Regions from separate parts of the Mus musculus genome. Here region 1 is linked to region 2. The links are chromatin contacts, called in public HiChIP or PLAC-seq maps. All regions are on one chromosome and are shown on one strand. The core of a region is the stretch at or near the end of the contact, and the rest is flanking DNA. Distances in the headings are between cores, read along the strand shown. Region 1 overlaps Jarid2 (jumonji, AT rich interactive domain 2). Region 2 overlaps Gm33958 (a long non-coding RNA gene).

Region 1 (2,700 bases), core at 87-2,586, 410 kb before region 2:
ACAGGTTAACGCTTATTGATCAGTGTAGGCATCACCAGATCCCGCTCATACAATCCTACCACTTTCCTCTATTATTTATTCCTTTCCATTTACTAAAGTCTGGGGACTGAGGCTAGAGGGCTCAGAGCAAAAAGTGCTTTTCTGAGCAAGAATGAAGACCTCAGTTTAGACCTCCAGTAGCCAAAGTGAAAGGCCAGTGAAATGGTGGGTGCAGCAAGGGGAGGTCGGGGATAGGAAAGTGGAGGGGTTTAGGAGGTCAGAAGTTTAAGATGAGAAAACATTGCATACAAACGAAAAGACTAAGCAAGTAGTAATAAAATAATTGGCTTCTGGTGTGTCTGAAAACAGTTCACATAATTAATATATATATATATATATATATATATATATATATATATATCAATCTTTGAAGGAAAAAAAAGTTTAAATGAATAAAGGGGACTGGAGAGACGGCTTGGCGGTTAAAAGCACTGACTGCTATTCCAGAGGCCCTGGGTTCAATTCCCAGCAATCACATGGTGGTTCACAACCATCTGTAATGGGATAAGATGCCCTCTTCTGGTGTATCTGAAAACAGTGTACTCATAAATTTAAAAAAAAAAACAAAACAAAAACTGACAGGCATATCAATAATTTCTATTGTACAGCATAAGACCTTTTCTGGGGAAACCTGGTCAACCAAGTGTAGCAAGTGGCAGGTCCTTAAACAAAAGACCAAACTAATTACTATCTACTGCAGCAGTTCTCCACCTTCCTAATGCTGTGACCCTTTCATACAGCTACTCAGGTTGTGGTGACCAACCATAAAATCATCTTCCTTGCTATTTCATAAGTGAAATTTTGCTACTCTATGAAACATATATAATATAAGTATTTTTAGAAACAAAGGTTGTCTTTGTTGGTCATGGCACAGGTGAAACCCACTGGACTACACCATTCCCTTATGCAAATGCTGAGACTCCCTACACTCACCTTACTATGCTACTGCAAAGTAAAATTTCAAGTATATGTGAGAACAGCTTGCAAATTTTCCAGGCCAAATGTGCAGGAGCAGGAAAGACTGCATGGGGGAAAGGAACCTTCGTGTAAATAGGTCCACCCAGCAAAGGAGAAGACAGAGGCTGGAGTGGGGGAGCTGCTACTTCTCTGCACCAATGTTTCACTTTTCCACTGACAAGAAAATTATACAAAACCACCAAATTAACATTTTCCCTAACATCACAGGGACAGGAAGGAAAGCGTGGGCAGAAAACACACTTCCTCTTGAGAACAGTCTCTTTTATTTCACTCTTTAAAAGGAAAAGGGAAAAAAAGCGACCATCAGTGGGTGCGTCATGGTCGCTGCCTAAGTTCAGAGCTGACTACTTGCTACCTCATTGGGTATGACCCAATACGGTTCTCGGGCATCTCAAGACTGCTAGCTAGGCAAGCCAGACTTCTGTAATATCACTATGCCAGTATTTTTAATAGTCTTATTAGTAAAAAGGGGCTAGGAGTGATGGTGCACACCTTTAAATCCCATCACTGGACAGGAAGAGGCATGTAGATCTCCGTGACTTGAAAGACAGCCTAGGCCAAATGGTAAGTTCCTGTCTCATGGAAAGACTGCTCCGACTCAGTGAGTAAGAGCTCTGGCAAGAGCAGAGTTCTGTTTCTAGCACCATGCCAAACAGTTCAAAACCTGTAACTCCAGCTCCATGAGAATCCACAAATCCTCTTCTGTATCCTGCACGTACCTCTCTCTGACATACGCACGTGCACTTAGTTAAAAATAAAAAGAAATCTTTACATAATGACCCAGCCCTCGGGGACCAGAAGTGGGTAAGTCTGAGTTTCGGTGCATCCTGGTGTAAGTCACAGTCCAATTCCATGCCAGCTACCACTACCTGGGCTCCAAAAATAAACTTTTTAACATATCAACTTATCTTTCAAATACAGCTGTTCTTTAGCACAAATTTTGACTTTATATAAGGACTCCTTCTTTCCCACAATTGTCACCTTAAACAAATAAATGTGACAACACAAAGAGCCCATCCTAATGAATACTACTCACTATCAGCATACAGGAAAAAAGAAAAGGTAGCCAAGCATCCTACCTACATTGTGGCAGTGAACACTAGGAAACCAGAGAAAGGAAACTATACCAAAATAGCCACAGAAGAAGAGCAAGATGTCACAGGATGAAGGTGCTGTCCAAAGCCTGCTGCCCTAAGTTCCATGCCTCAGATCCTCATGATAGAGAGAAACACTATATCAAGGCACACCTTCCTCCCTACACCCACCACACAGCAAACAGGTGGATATGGCTTAATTTATTTTTAAAAAAACAACAGCAGACACTAGAAAAACAATTTCTACTAAAACAAACATGTCAGATATTAAGATTTAAACAGCACTGAGAAGTAGAAAGTGTTTGAACTGCATGCAGTGAGGTGGCAATTGCCCTGTATGACATATTAATAATCTTCATCAACAAGAAATTAAACACACCCACCCTACTGGCTCAACCAGACTACTTTTACTGATTCATTGTAACTTTCACATAGCACACCCCAATCCTGTGTATCTCCCCATTTCTCCATATGTGCCCTCTGCCTTTGCAATGTCCCCAAAAATTAAAACAAACAACAAATCGGTGTGGAAGCTGTGGTGTGTCCCAGTTTGCCCAAACAGCTTTTCTTACAAATGATCATTGTCATT
Region 2 (2,700 bases), core at 104-2,603:
AACTGGAGGCAGCCTTAGAAGCTCAAGTCCAACCTGCTCCTTTCTTCAGTTCCTTCTCTCCAGTCTCCCTCCTCTCCTTCCTCTCCCTCCTCCTGCTCATTCCCCTCTTCTCCCTCCTCCCCCCCCCCTCCTCTTCTATCAGACACTCTTCTAATGATTCCTTGCCAGGTAGGAACCTACAAGTTGGGAAAATACAAAGGTAACCAAAGCTTACAGTCCTGACTGGGGACACAATTAACTGCCAGCTGCTGACGAAACATCTCCGTCTTTGCTCTTTCAAGGCCAACGCCTTCCCTTGCTGGGCTTACACAGGGAAGCCCTAAGTGGTATTTCTTGGTGGTCTACAAGGTGATAGGTTTCTTGGTAAAAAATGACTCCTGCACACTCTAAGAAAACCACTTGCGACCTTACAGCCACCTATAGCAGCTATAGACTCAGAACTTGATGTCACTTCCCTTAGAGGCATATTGGAGACAGATGTAGTTAGATAATGGACTCTCCTGAAATACAGAGGTGGAGTGTAGGAGAGTTTTCACCCCAGAGAACTACGTTGAGTAAATATGGATGGTTGCTGAGTATATCACTAAGCTTTGAAAGATTTGTTTTATGTTGTTTTTAATAATGTGTGTGTCTGTGTGTGTGTGTGTGTGCACATGTGTGTAGGTGCCTGAGAACATCAGTGGCATAGGATCCCCTGAAGCTGAGGACACAGATGCCTTTGCTGTGAGCTGCCTGACTTAGGTGCTGGGAACCAAACTTTGGTCCATTTTAAGAGCAACAGGTGTTTATAACCATTGAGCCACCTCTCCAGCCTCTACTGAGCATATCATGGGCAGGACACAGCATGGTGCAGTCCCAAGGAGAACTACCAGTCTTTTGAGCTTCATGATGATGCTTTCTTTGCCCATTAAAAGTTAGTTTATGAACACTTCCAGAAATATGATACTTTAAAATTTTCATGATTCTTTAAATTTTAAAAAAATTATTATTTGAGGTCAAGGGACAGACGCCATGGTACAGGCAGAGGTCAGAGGGCAACTTTTCTGAGTCAGTTCTCTTTTTCCACATTTACATGTAATCCAGAGCTAGAACTCAGGTTCTCAGGGTCTGTGGAGCACTTTAACCCACTGAGCCAATTGGCTGGCCCTGAACTTAGATTCTTCAATACACCGTGTAAAAAGGGGCAGACACTGTTGAGATGTGTTTGGGTATAGTGGTGGAGATTTAGTTTTTTCTTCAGAAGAGAAGGATATGAATCTCCTGTGGCCATCTTGGTTACATGACTAATGGCCATCTTGGTTATGGTGACTAATCTATGAAATGAGGATAGGAAGTTCATGGCCGTGCTTATGTGATAAATGTGGATACAATAGGGGAAGCATTGCATGATAGATGTGAAAATGCTTAGCCCACTCTCTAGTGTTACACAGATGGCCAATTGTGTCATGGCTTCTTACTATCCCAGTGTTGGTTTGCTCTTAAACAACTTTCAATGGCCTGTCATGGACATTGGGCACTTTGAAGGTCAATTGCTAATTGTATGAAACTATACAAGTGTCTACTGTTTTTTGTTTTTGTTTTTTTTTTTTCCTTCCTGGTATACTCCTGATCATCATGGAGTCGAGATAACTTTAGCCAGTAGTTAAGGCCATGAAGGAAGCAGACTAATACAGTGCCAGCTAGATCTGTAGTAACAATTACGGAGCTGTTGACACTCCCCAGGGAAAAGAAGGGCAGGACATAAGACCTGGGATCCTAGCCAGTACTCCCACCTGCTCCCGTCAGCTCTAAAGAACGGTGGGCGACACTGGAGTGAACAGGAAGTGGAAGCTTAACTGAGAAGAACTCTATAATGGAGCTTCCATGAGGTTGCTGTGCATGGTGGGATGGGACTTTGTGGTGATGCAGCTGTTTTGGGGGTTACCCAAGCTCCGTCAGCAATTCTTCACCCGTGTTTCTGTAAGTAACCCCATAAGTGTATCAGTTCACCAAGGTGGAGATGGAGGGACCCCTTACTTTGCTCTGCCTCAATAGGCATTTGTTCATCTCCCCAGGAGAAGTAAGGCAGGAATCCCCAAGCTGGTTCCGTCTAATAATTTTCTAAAATGTTTGTAGTGTTCATCAGTCATGTCTTCAGGGTTTATTTTCTTTTCCAAGTCATAAGATTTATGCAATAGCTTTGGGTGGAATAGTACATTTAAAATGTTTTGTGTGTGTGTGTCTGTGTGTCTCTGTGTGTGTGTCTGTCTGTCTGTATGTATGTATGTCCATGCCATGGCACATGTGTGGAGGTCAGAGAGCAGCTCATGGGAGTCCATTCTCTCCTTGCAGCATGTGGGTTCTGAGAAGCAAACTCAGTTTTTCCTTATGCCAACTAGCAACTTGGTTCTCTGAAGCATCTTGCGTATCCAAAAGCACACATTCAAAAGGTTTGCTTATATTATTTTTAACTATATGAAGATGTGTGTATATGTGCACATGAGACCAAATCCCCACAGAGGCCAGAGGTTTCAGATCCTGGGCAGCTAGAGTTACAGATGGTTGTGAGCCTTCCAGCGTGGGTGCTGGGAGCAGGACTCAATTACAGTCTACCCTCTCTAGGAAGTAGTACAGATCTGAGACCTTCCTGCCCAGCAAGACCCATTTTACATCTTATGTAATGATATCTGCTTTGTCTCCCAAGACAAAGTAAACAAAACA

The links. HiChIP or PLAC-seq counts read pairs in DNA pulled down with a chosen protein or histone mark.
Region 1: a contact with region 2 is called in a BATF HiChIP or PLAC-seq map of CD8 T cells, with 7 read pairs. The contact joins two enhancer-like sites. A contact is called at or near these places in 1 of 115 datasets of contacts at active chromatin or transcription factors (CD8 T cells) and 1 of 9 other capture datasets (embryonic stem cells).

The regions. Positions count from the first base shown.
Region 1 is chr13:44,798,822-44,801,521 of GRCm38.p6, reverse strand. The region is part of intron 1 of Jarid2 (jumonji, AT rich interactive domain 2); the gene reads right to left. Among named protein-coding and RNA genes, the nearest start is that of Jarid2, 69 kb to the right of the region's middle. Within about 2 kb of position 1,336, at least 94 of the 459 cell types and tissues checked have an H3K27ac peak or open chromatin away from gene starts, as enhancers often do. A contact at or near this core is called in CD8 T cells, where this site is marked.
Region 2 is chr13:44,391,259-44,393,958 of GRCm38.p6, reverse strand. All of the region lies in intron 2 of Gm33958 (a long non-coding RNA gene), which reads left to right. Among named protein-coding and RNA genes, the nearest start is that of Gm33958, 7.6 kb to the left of the region's middle. Within about 2 kb of position 1,353, at least 5 of the 459 cell types and tissues checked have an H3K27ac peak or open chromatin away from gene starts, as enhancers often do. A contact at or near this core is called in CD8 T cells, where this site is marked.